Regions from separate parts of the Ovis aries genome. Here region 1 is linked to region 2. Evidence: chromatin contacts called from public Hi-C data. All regions are on one chromosome and are shown on one strand. The core of a region is the stretch at or near the end of the contact, and the rest is flanking DNA. Distances in the headings are between cores, read along the strand shown.

Evidence for each region. Hi-C and Micro-C count contacts between places; a contact is called where the count stands out from the background.
Region 1: a contact with region 2 is called in a Hi-C map of tail adipose tissue, with 4 times the contacts expected there. The contact joins two enhancer-like sites. A contact is called at or near these places in 2 of 16 Hi-C or Micro-C datasets (blood and tail adipose tissue).

The regions. Positions count from the first base shown.
Region 1 is chr10:21,390,905-21,397,045 of ARS-UI_Ramb_v3.0, reverse strand. The region is part of intron 1 of WDFY2 (WD repeat and FYVE domain containing 2); the gene reads right to left. Among named protein-coding and RNA genes, the nearest start is that of WDFY2, 59 kb to the right of the region's middle. Within about 2 kb of position 4,460, at least 19 of the 54 cell types and tissues checked have an H3K27ac peak or open chromatin away from gene starts, as enhancers often do. A contact at or near this core is called in tail adipose tissue, where this site is marked.
Region 2 is chr10:21,198,791-21,204,915 of ARS-UI_Ramb_v3.0, reverse strand. The region is part of intron 4 of INTS6 (integrator complex subunit 6); the gene reads left to right. Among named protein-coding and RNA genes, the nearest start is that of INTS6, 27 kb to the left of the region's middle. Within about 2 kb of position 1,390, at least 5 of the 54 cell types and tissues checked have an H3K27ac peak or open chromatin away from gene starts, as enhancers often do. A contact at or near this core is called in tail adipose tissue, where this site is marked.

The DNA.
Region 1 (6,141 bases), core at 3,211-5,710, 190 kb before region 2:
TGGGATCTTCCTAGACCAGGGATGGAACCCGAGTCCCCTGCATTGGCAGGAGGAATTTTAACCACTGGACCACCAGGGAAGTCCAATCACTGACTTTTTGATCATTAATTCATTCAACAAACATTTTATTAAAAACCTGTACGGATGTGAGAGTTAGTCCAGAAACAAGGCTAAGTGCTAAAGAATTGATACTTTCAAACTACGGTGCTGGAGAGAAGACTCTTGAGAGGCCCTTGGACAGCAAGGAGATCAAACCAGTCAATCCTAAAGGAAATAAACCCTGAATAATTCACTGGAAGGACTGTTGCTAGAGCTGGTGTTTCAATGCTTTAGCCACCTGATACGAAGGGCCGCCTCATTGGAAAAGACCCTGATGCTGGGAAAGACTGAAGGCAAAAGGAGAAGGCGGTGGCAGAGGGTGAGACGGACCTGAATTTGAGCAAACTCCAGGGGACAGTCGGAGACAGAGGAATGTGGCGTGCTATAGTCTATGGGGTCGCAAAGAGTCAGACACGACTTAGCTACTGAACAACAACAACAAAAGGGACTAGTACATGAAATGCACAAAAACAAACAAACGCCAGCTGTGCACTAAGATGCACGGGAGGGAGAAGCCCGTGCACTGTCCAGGAGCATCACGAGCATCTTACTCTGACGACAGAGCTGGGTCAGGGGACGGTGGGTGAAGCTTTCGAGGGCTCTGCCACCCTGAAGAGTCTGGATTCTTACTTTGAGGATGCTGGGAAGCTGATGGAGGGTGAGCAGCCGGCCACAAACTCCGAATATTTTTGTTTGTTCAGGAGAAGACTGGAGAAGCCTGGTTACCCTAAAGTAACCACATTGGAGGATGTGGTCAGAACAACAAGCAAAAAAGGAGGAGGCCTTGGACGAGAGAGGAGGTCAGAAACACTGGGTGGGGAAGATCCCCTGGAGAAGGGCATGGCAACTCACGCCAGTGTTCTTGCCTGGGAAGTGCCATGGACAGAGGAGCCTGGTGGGCTCTAGTTCATGGGGTTGCACAGACACACACTGAGCGCACATACCACACCAGGAAACGCTGTACAAGCACCTGGCCCCGGGGGCTGTCCTTCGGGGCTGGCCCGAGAGGTGGAGTGCTGTGTGAATGGTGGTGCCATTCTTCAATAAGTGATTCCTGTGGGGGGCAATGCTGACTTCATCTTGAACTTGCTGAACCTGCAGACTGAATTAGTGAGCTACCTACTACTGCCTGCCTGCAGTCCAGTGCGAGACCTGAGCTGAAAAATTAACATCTGGGAGTCACTACACACAAGCAGTAGGTAAATCATCAGTGAAGAAAAAGGAGAGGGCTAAAGACAAAGCCATGAGTAACACCAAAAGGTAAGCGATGCAGAACCAAAAAAGATCCCTGAAGACCTCAGTGAGGGCTGCCAGGGAAGTAGGAGGAAAGCCCTTTACTTCTCAGAACCCGCACGTGTCCTAATTTTTTGGTCCAGAAAATAAGGTCACTATAAACATACCTAAGACTGAACCAAATTCACAGTGCTCACAATAAAAAGCCATCTATATAGGTCACTATTTTGAAGGAAGAGGGAAGATTGGAGGCGGTGACAACCAGGAGGCCACAGGTTGCTAAGCTACTGGGTAAAATAAGACGGGGCGTCTACCCATGTCGAATAAATCCAGGCTTTTAAGAATGTGCCCTAGAATGATGCAACCTTCATTAGTTACCATAGCGATGAGCTTCATTTCCCTGGGGGACAATTGTTATTTTTGCCACCACTCGGGGTGGAGGTGCAGGGAGTGAATCCTACTGTGTTTTGAAGACCCTGAATTTTCAGGGATTACTTTTCTACTAGATCACACATTACAACCTCCTTACTAACAAAGGCAATCCCTATCAATCTGCAGACTAACAGAACTTTGAGCAGTGGGATGTGAGTCAATGTCTTTTTGTAGTTTTCACAGTGACATGCTTCAAGGGGAAAAAAAAAAGTGCCTCTAATGCAGAGAGAATGTCGTGGAGATTCTTGGAAAACAGAGCTGAAAGATTTTTTTTTTTTTCCTATGATTATTCGTAGTAAGAACTGACTATGACATTCTCATTATATGCATTCAGATCACACGGAGTAAAGAAACTAAATCAAATCTTCTACAAAACACTGTGTATTTCTGTATGGAGGGTTTTTCCCAGGATAGACAGAGGCTGCTGTGTGGACTGAATGAAGGCGGCTGGGGGATTTCAGAGTCAGGGGCTCAAGCTGGGAGCTCTCCAGATTCTAGACCACAGTGCCAGGCAGCTCAGTTCCAAGTATTAACCAGCTCACTACATCAGACCTAAACAACTCTGCTGAACCACAGACACTTGGACTTCTTTTCCCACGGCTGTAGGAACCTAGCAATCAGCAGCTGGAGAAGAGATGTGGCTGTTTTATAGTTCAACACCTTGAGCTTTGAAAGGAACTCCTGCTTTAAAAACAAAAACAGTCATTCCAATCATTTACAGCCTCGTGTTTCATCAAGGGGTGCTAACCGCAGCCATTCCCCCCAGGGCATTTTAACCAGCTGGATAATTTCTCTTCAACCAAAGGTCACCAAAGCCTTTACATTTAGAGTTTTAAAAGTCACGACCAAATGGCAATATCTTCATTGGTTTTTGTGTGAGTGTGTGTGACTCTTTGCCACCCCTTGAACTGTAGCCCACCAGGCTCCTCTGTCCATGGGGTTTTTCAGGCAAGAATACTGGAGAGGGTTGCCATTTCCTTCTCCAGGGGATCTTTCCCACCCAGGGATCAAACCCATATCTCCTAGATCTCCTGTCATTGTTTCTTAAAAATCTATAAAATGAAATCTCCAAATGAGATTAAACAAACCCAGATGTCAGAGGAGAGATTATAAACACACATGAAATACAGGTAATTGTTATCTTTATCAATCAGTAGTAAGAGTCTTGAGAGAAACAAGCCCCTAATTCTGAGTCCTTTTATTACTGATAAACCCTATTCTGTGCCTGCAAATAGTTTACTTGCAGTGGAGACTTGTTTTGCATATTTTGTTTTCTTGGTAATTTAACTCAGTGGCTAATGTTTAAGCACAGACTTCCTGCCCTGGCACAGTTGTGGGTTTTACCATTCTCAAAACTCCTTCCCCATAACAACTGTTACCTGGCTATCTGCTCTCCCATGTGAGCATAACTCCCCTACAAGCCTCTGGGACTCCTAGGCAAAATTAAGCTTCAGGATCACACCGTATCTTGCCAATGTAAGGACAGTTACATTAGCCATCAATGCCAGTGAGCAATGCTGGTCCTTTGCCCCACTGGACAAGTAATTTCTTAAAGACTTCAAAATGTTTATCTTTAAATATTTTTATCTTTGATTTTCTTAATACCTACAGTACTTTAATTTTGAATACATACAGTACTTAGCATAAGAGGGATGCTTAGAAAAGGTCATAAAGATACATTAAAGAAAAAAAGAAAAGAGAAAAAAATGAACACATTCCCAGTGCGATGGTGAAGAACAGCCCACAGGGAAGTACCAGGAATGTCCCAGAGCTCAGAGGCTGGACAGTTTCTGGATGTTAGTTAGCATCAGAGACCCCATCTGCTCCTAAGTCACAGCCCCTCATAGGACAGAGAGTCATGAGGACAAGCCTTGAGCAGCTGGTTTGAGCAAGTCAACAGTACGACAGTGTTCGTCAATATCACTCATCAGGAGGCATGTGATGGAATCACTAGAGGAACAATATGGAATTAGATATAGTTCTTGACTGTGCACGAAGTGGGAAGGCGTGGTCTTTGTCATACCACTCACCACTCTCTTCCTGCAGCCAACACGTGACAATCGCTCAACAGGGACTTAATGACTGAAAGAGCAGTGACTCACACAGGATGCCCCTGGCTGCCGCCCTTCTGAATCTGTAGAAAGATGAACTGCTCCCTTTCAAGGTAGTAAAATGGCCAAGAATTTTACACCTGAAAGACACCACAGAGGGACTTCCCTGGTGGTCCAGAGGCTAAGAGTCCCAGTGCAGGGGGCCTGGGTTCGATCCCACATGCTGCAACTGAAGACCCTGCGTGCCACAGTGAAGACAGAGACTCCCCGTGCAGCCCAATAAATAAAAATAATTTTAAATTTTCACAAACAAACAAAATACATCAGAGCTGGGGGAGGGGAGGGTGGGGAGTTACTGCTCAACAGGAATGGAATTTCCATTTGGGAAAGGGATAGTAATGATGGCCGCACAACATGTGAACACACCCAATGCCCCTGAATTGTATACTTATGTGCTAAATAGACAAATGGTTGTCTATTAATATTTTCCACAATTAACAAAGAAAACAATTTTTTTAAGCTTTAAAAAGAGAAACACAGCAGAAAGACTCTCTCAGAAACTGTAGTCTTCATAGAGTGGCCGGCGTCACAGCAATTAGATCATCTGCGGACAGACTGGCTTTACTTAGAACAGGTCTGCAGAGGGCGTCTGGGCCAAGAATGCGTAAAAGGGATACACTTGCTCACTCCAGCAGGGAAGGGCAGAAGGGTACCCTTCCAGGATTCAACTGAAACTCAGGGTTTGGAAGAATTAGTCTTGATAGCCTATGAAAAAAGTAACCAAGCAGAGTTTCTGAACCAGGAGTAACCAGGAGAAGTTACCTAGTTACCTAAAGTTATCTAAAGGTAGATAATGACAGGGGGTGTTTTTCAAAAGACTGCTTTGGCAGTGAGCAGCCTGGGTTAGACAGGAGAAAAATTAAAGGCTGGAAGACCAGTGAGAGCCTGCTATGGGGATCTACATGTTAAAACACAGTGGTGTCAGGGGAATAAGGGCAATAAAGAGGAAGAATCAAATCCTAGATACGTGACTAAGGAGGAATCAACAAGGGAAGGAGAAAGAGTCAAAGGTGACGCCAACATTTCCAGCCCGGAGAGGCATGCTGATGATGAAGGCAGATGGTGGGAGATGCCACTAGCCAGTATTTTGTTCTTTCGTTTTTGGCTGTACCACAGTGGCTTGTGCAATCTTAGTTCTCCGGCCAGGAACCCAGGCCCCAAAACTCTAATAGGGGAGTTTTAAAGTTTTTAACCTTAAAAGTTCCTTTTGAATCCTGGAGATCTTAAGTTATTTCCTTTCCTAGCTGAACTGATCAGATCATGATGGTGACTGTAACTCAGCTATTCTCCTACTATTTTCCTGATACCCTAGAACTTTAGACCAAAAAGAAAAAAAAAAACTAAAATTGCATACTGTTTTACAGAAAAACCAGAATGAGCTTTCTGACCATCCCTATACATTTTTCAATACAATTTATTATAATTCAACGGTGACTGGAAATTATCCTTGAAAAAGACGGACACAAGTTGAGCAGAACTTGGCTTTGGGAAGTAATTTCCACTAATGAATTAAATAGAGTACGGCAGAAAACATAAAGTCCATCCGTTTTGTCTGCCTTTTTCTAATTCTCTTTATCCTTTACGAAACACCCTAGGATGAATGAAGCAAAAACACAATCATTCCCAGTGACTGTGTGAAGGTGCTAGGAATCTACAGGAATTAAAGAATTGATGAAAGTTACAGAGGAAGACGGTGGGAAAAAATCACATCAAAACTCTGTTGTCCTGGGGCTCCCCTGGCCATCTTGCGCTTCCAACACAGGGGAAATGGGCTCGATCCCTAGTCGGGGAACTAAGATCCCACATGGGGCGTGCTGGGATCAAATATATATATATATTACATTTTAAAAATACTTAAACTCAGTGTGTGAGCCTTGTTTGGATACTGCTTTGAATAAATCAACCGTAAAAAAAAATATATATATTCAATTAGGGAAATTTGAACATATTAAATGAACATATTAAATAATATTGCTGCTGCTGCCGCTAAGTCGCTTCAGTCATGTCCGACTCTGTGCGACCCCATGGACTGCATACCAGGCTCCTCCGTCCATGGGATTTGAAGAAATTATTAAACTCTGTATGATAATCGTGTTGTGGAATGCAAAACGACTTATCATTTATGGCATTAACACGGGAAGCAAGACATTAGTCCAGAATTCATTTAAAGTGAATTCCAGCATCCCTACCCAACAAAGGACGGAAGGTGGAGATACACAAGACAAGCCTGGCAAAAGACTGATCATTCAACTAGACTCCAATAACA
Region 2 (6,125 bases), core at 141-2,640:
ATCATCCTTATGGCGTTTTACTTTTTATTTTACAAATGAGGAAATTGAGATCTGGGGAGGCAAAGTTATTTGCTCAAAGTTATAACATTTATTATTGCCAAACTCTGGATTAGAATTGATCTAAATTCCAGAGACATCCCAACCCTCTCCAGACCCAGTGCTTTTCCCCTGATGCTATCTGCTGTCTTTCTCTTTACATCGGTTCCTGTATGTTCTTGAAATTTGCGTTCTACTTACCTGATTTACTGTTGTCTGCTTCCCCTCTCTGTACATTTGTGACCTGGGTATTATGTTCCTGTTCTCTAAGTGTTCCTTGAATGACCATTATGACCAGGGCATTTCTAGGTAGTGAAGATAACAAAGATGAATAGGGTGGGTTTCTGGTTCTTAAGTTCACAGTCTTAAGGGGGAGGATTGTCTGTTAAATGGTTTTATGAATGATAGAATAGAGATACATACTAGGTGTATGGAAGCACTAAAGGACGAGAGGAGGGTTAATATTACCTATCCTGTGCATGTATCAAATCCTGTACAATGTAAATTTTTATAGTCATTTTAATTTTGATTAAATTCAAGGATCTTGTGATTCCCTATAGGATGTGGCTCATAGATTATGTCTGTGAAAGTTATAGAGGAACTTGGTACAAAGTTGTTTTGAGCCTAGAAAACAGTTCATGGAAAAACTTGGTGCCATATTGCCTCCTGACCTGGCTAAATTTGTACAGGCCAGAATGATGTAATTACTTATAACTTGTTTGTAAAAATAATAAGAGGGATACTATTTCCTCTATGACAGGTCATCATTTAGCAGTGTGTTAGGAGTTAGAAGAGAAACAGCATGTGTTATGGACGAAACTTCTGAGCTGTGTAACATCATTTTACTTTAATTTATGATTTTAATTATCTTTTTTGGCCTTATTTAATGAAAATCCAGGCCATTGTCTTGAGTTGTTCATGAGTGTGTTTCTAGTGTAGTGTTTTTGGATAACTGTAGAAATTTTGATGATGGCTTTTGGTAGAAGAATATGTGTGTATCTTTTGACTTTTTTTCTTTTTAAATGTAGTTATTTGATAATTTTTTTTTGCAGTGTTTTCATTTATGAGGTAGGAGTTAGATGGGACCTTGAATTCTGATACATGAGAAATCTGTGTATTTCTTATTGCCATAGTCATCTTTGGTGTTGATAAGCATACTTGTGGTCAAATACTTCTAGTATCATTCATCATGTTATGTTACTAATGTATCAGATGTTTTGGTAGATTCACCAAATTATAATTAGAGTTACTGAAAAAAATTTTCTGGCTTTTATTGCTTGAGAACATCTTTAATACTCTTTTGCAATGGAAAAGTCTTCTGTGCTATGATTCCAGGAACACGTGGTTAACTATATTGCTCAATAAAGTAGCCAGAAGAAATCCTGCCAGTCCCTTCTTGGTGATGAATGACATTCCAGGATCATGTAGCAGTTATTTTTCTCTTCCTTGAAAGTGCTAATAGTAGTGTTACCTTTCAGATATTGAGATTTGCTGAAGACTCTTTGCATCTCTTTATCAATGTTGTGATTACCCTAGAGGCTAACGTTCTAGAGAAGATATTTGCAGTCAAAACAACCTATTGGCTTTTGACATAAAAAGTTTTGCCTTCTTGTGAGTTTTCCATCTTTTAAAGACAAACTAGGACAGCTACTTTTATAACTTCTTGAAAGAGTACTTGTTTGTAGAAAGAGAAATGTCTGAGTAAGCTCAACTGTGTATTAAAGTGGTTGTCCTTTGTGATCTTATCTTTCATTTTTTCAGTTCTCAAAAGTTGCTGCAGAAGTCCCATCAGTCTTTGAGATGTGGACTGGTACTAGTGATTTTTCTGGATCATTCTGGGTAATACAGAATGAATTTACCTTTTATAAGGATAATCTATAATTAGGATCTATAATTGCAGTTTGCATTTAACTCTTCATGTTGTGTAATGTTTAAAAGACAATCCAGAATTTTAAAATGTTTCTACTGTCTGAAATCAGAAACCACATCTCCATCCCCCATGCCCCCATAAAGTACTTTTGTTTCACTAAAGTTACCAAATATGTGCCAGAAGCTGTTGAAACTATTTTAATCATGCAAAGATTTTTAGACACATATTTTAAATAGTTGTTTCTCAGTACACTTAGAGTTTGTGACACTTTTATTTTTATTTTTTTCTTTTTCAAAAAGACTTCTAAGGAATCTTGAAGGGATGTTATTGTAGTATGGTAGAATGTATTAAACAGATCTGTGTATAAATGCGTTTCTGAGTTTTCATTATCAAGATTAGCTCCTGTCTTACTGATTCAGATGTTCTGAACATATGTATAACATGACCAAATATGTTCAGTTCATTTCAGTGTCTCAGTCATGTCCGACTCTTTGCGACCCCATGAATCACAGCACGCCAGGCCTCCCTGTCCATCACCAACTCCCGGAGTTCACTCAGACTCACGTCCATCGAGTCAGTGAGGCCATCGAGCCATCTCATCCTCTGTCGTCCCCTTCTCCTCCTGCCCCCAATCCCTCCCAGCATCAGAGTCTTTCCCAATGAGTCAAGTCTTCACATGAGGTGGCCAAAGTATTGGAGTTTCAGCTTTAGCATCATTCCTTCCAAAGAAATCCCAGGGCTGATCTCCTTTAGAGTGGACTGGTTGGATCTCCTTGCAGTCCAAGGGACTCTCAAGAGTCTTCTCCAACACCACAGTTCAAAAGCATCAGTTCTTTGGCGCTTAGTTTTCTTCACAGTCCAACTCTCACATCCATACATGACCACTGGAGAAACCATAGCCTTGACTAGACGGACCTTTGTTGGCAAAGTAATGTCTCTGCTTTTCAGTATGCTATCTAGGTTGATGATAACGTTTCTTCCAAGGAGTAAGCGTCTTTTAATTTCATGGCTGCAGTCACCATCTGCAGTGATTTTGGAGCCCCCCAAAATAAAGTCTGACACTGTTTCCACTGTTTCCCCCATCTATTTCCCATAAAGTGATGGGACCAGATGCCATGATCTTCGTTTTCTGAATGTTGAGCTTTAAGCCAACATTTTCACTTTCCACTTTTACTTTCATCAAGAGGCTTTTTAGTTCCTCTTCACTTTCTGCCATAAGGGTGGTGTCATCTGCATATCTGAGGTTATTGATATTTCTCCCGGCAATCTTGATTCCAGCTTGTGTTTCTTCCAGCCCAGCATTTCTCGTGATGTACTCTGCATAGAAGTTAAATAAGCAAGGTAACAATATACAGCCTGGACGTACTCCTTTTCCTATTTGGAACCAGTCTGTTGTTCCATGTCCAGTTCTAACTGTTGCTTCCTGACTTGCATATAAGTTTCTCAAGAGGCAGGTCAGGTGGTCTGGGATTCCCATCTCTTTCAGAATTTTCCACAGTTTATTGTGATCCACACAGTCAAAGGCTTTGGCATAGTCAATAAAGCAGAAGTAGATATTTTTCTGGAACTCTCTTGCTTTTTCGATGATCCAGCGGATGTTGGCAATTTGATCTGTGATTCCTCTGCCTATTCTAAAACTAGCTTGAACATCTGGAAGTTCATGGTTCACATATTGCTGAAGCCTGGCTTGGAGAATTTTGAGCATTACTTTACTAGCGTGTGAGATGAGTGCAATTGTTAGTCTCTATTAATTCAACTTTCCAGGAACATTTAATAAGAATTTGTTGGATGTAGATCATTCACATTTTCTTTTGTACGCATATTTTTGGCCCTGTTCTCTCAACCCCTTAACTTCTGGTATGCTATAGAAATGTATATATATATATCGACAATTATTAATACTTGAAAATATGTTATTATAAAAATGCACAGTTAAAAAGGTTGATGATATATTTTAATACTGTAATGAATTTTCAATAATTCACATTTGCAATACTCTTAAAATATATCTTTTTCAGAGTCAGACTCTTACAGATTTGAATTTGAAATCAGCAAAGAAAAACTCTAAGGATTGCCTCTAGACAACACTATGATAGAATAATTAAAAAGAAATGCTGGCTGATCACTCTTTAGTGAAGTTGTATGGCTGCAACTACTAATGTATTATCTAGAATTCTGTATTAAGCTATACCAAAATAGTTTTTATTCAGAGTGTGAGGCAACTTTACCCTGCATTTGTTAGCCTGTCAGAACCAATAAGCAAAAACAGCCCCACACATGTAAGGAAAGTTTCATTTGCAGACGTTTCTATTCTTCTGATTCTAGCTCTTCCATATATAAATGACTGATACTTAGAAAAGTAGTTTTCAAATGGCTGCATCAAAACCACCTGAGTGTTTTATAACCTGTACATACCTCAGCTCTAGTTTTGGAAATTTTGGTTCCATTGATCTGGGTAGTGACCTGGGAATCTGTACTTTTTTCAGTGTGTCCACGTTGATTCTCATGCACAGTCTGGTTTGGAAGCCATAGTTTCAGAACATAACTAAGACTACAAATAGACACGTTTTTAAACTACAAAAAAAAAAAAAAAGTGAAAATAAACCACTTTAACAAAGCAAGATAAAACTGTTTTTCATGCACATGTCTAACAATACATGTGGCTTCCCATGTGGCTCAGCTGGTAAAGACTCTGCCTGCAATGCGGGAGACCTGGGTTCAGTCCTTGGGTTGGGAAGATCCCCTGGAGAAGGGAAAGGCTACCCACTCCAGTATTCTGGCCTAGAGAATTCCATGGATTCTATAGTCCATGGGGGTTGCAAAGAGTTGGACACGACTGAGCGACTTTCACTAGCAATGTTTTGTTTAAAAATTGACTCTTGACCTTTAGAATTGTTAAACTTGGGAATTGGGTGTCTGAAGGGTATGGAATAGGTCTTCTATGAATACATTCTTTACTGTGTTTGGTATAACTTAGAATCTGTTATTGGATAGCTGTGATGTAACCTCGGTACTGAGTGTAGTCTAGTTGCTACATACCGTGTGCTCTGTTGAAGAGGACGCCTAGATCCTGAGACCGAGATGGGGAGGACAGGGGAAAAGAGGGGAATATTAGTTCATGTTTCATACTATTGGTTATTTGGCTTAGGAGTTTTTATCTAAAGGACTATATAGTTTTCTGTCTTTGTTATTCCTTAATTCCTGATTTGGATGTTTGTAATTAGCATTATTTTAAAAAGTGATATGTATATAGAGCTGGTGATAGTTAACCTTAATTTTTACTTACTAGAGAGTTGCTGCCAAAATACCCTTCTATAATGAATTGTTCCAGTTTTGAATGCTTAAAGTATACTTTAGATTAATTCAGCAATAATTTTTCTTGCACTGCATAGTGACTTTGGTTTGTGTGTAAGAATAGTGGCATACCATACATTTATATTTAGTATTGCTGTAGTCTGAGTACTGAGGACACAGAGATGGAATTAGCAAGGCTTTTGCCCCTAGACAACATTATCTTTGAAGATAGGAAAGTAAATTAGCATTTTTAATACTCCGAGATAAGTCTCATGACAGAAATAAAGCGAGCAGCTAAGTTTTGAGGAGTAAGGAATTGAGCCATGACACTGCAGGAAGAGGGAACAGTGTGTACAAAGGTATGGAAACAGTGTATTGGAAGGTGGTAAATTATATAATGGGAGTGTGGTCATTGTAGGGAGGAGGAGTGTGTGCTTAAAATGCACGTAGAGGCAAGGTAACCACCCTCAGGAGGTGATTTTGTTAACATGTGCCTAGGAGGTACTGAAGATGTTAAGCAGATGAGTCACATTGTAGTAAGTGTACTTTGCTGGAACGTGAAAGAAGATAGAGTTGAAGGATGGTAAACTGGGAAGAATTAGCAGACTATCAATACATGCAATAACCCAGGAAAAACATGGAATGTGCTGAAACGAAGCCAGTGCCTGTGTAGGAAGACAAACCTGAGTCAGGTATGCTAGGCAGGACCTAGAACAAAGCATTTGACAGGGTTCTGAATAGGGTCTGTGCTTGGATTTCAGAGGGTTCTGTGAATTACCTGAAATCTTTATCCAGATATTATCTAGATGTGTATGCATATTTTTGTGGGGGACACAGGTCAAGCTTTAACCATATTTTCAGACAAGTGAAAACAGAATATCATAGTTTAATAATATTTTGAGGTTTCCAACATGGAAATCTGTGG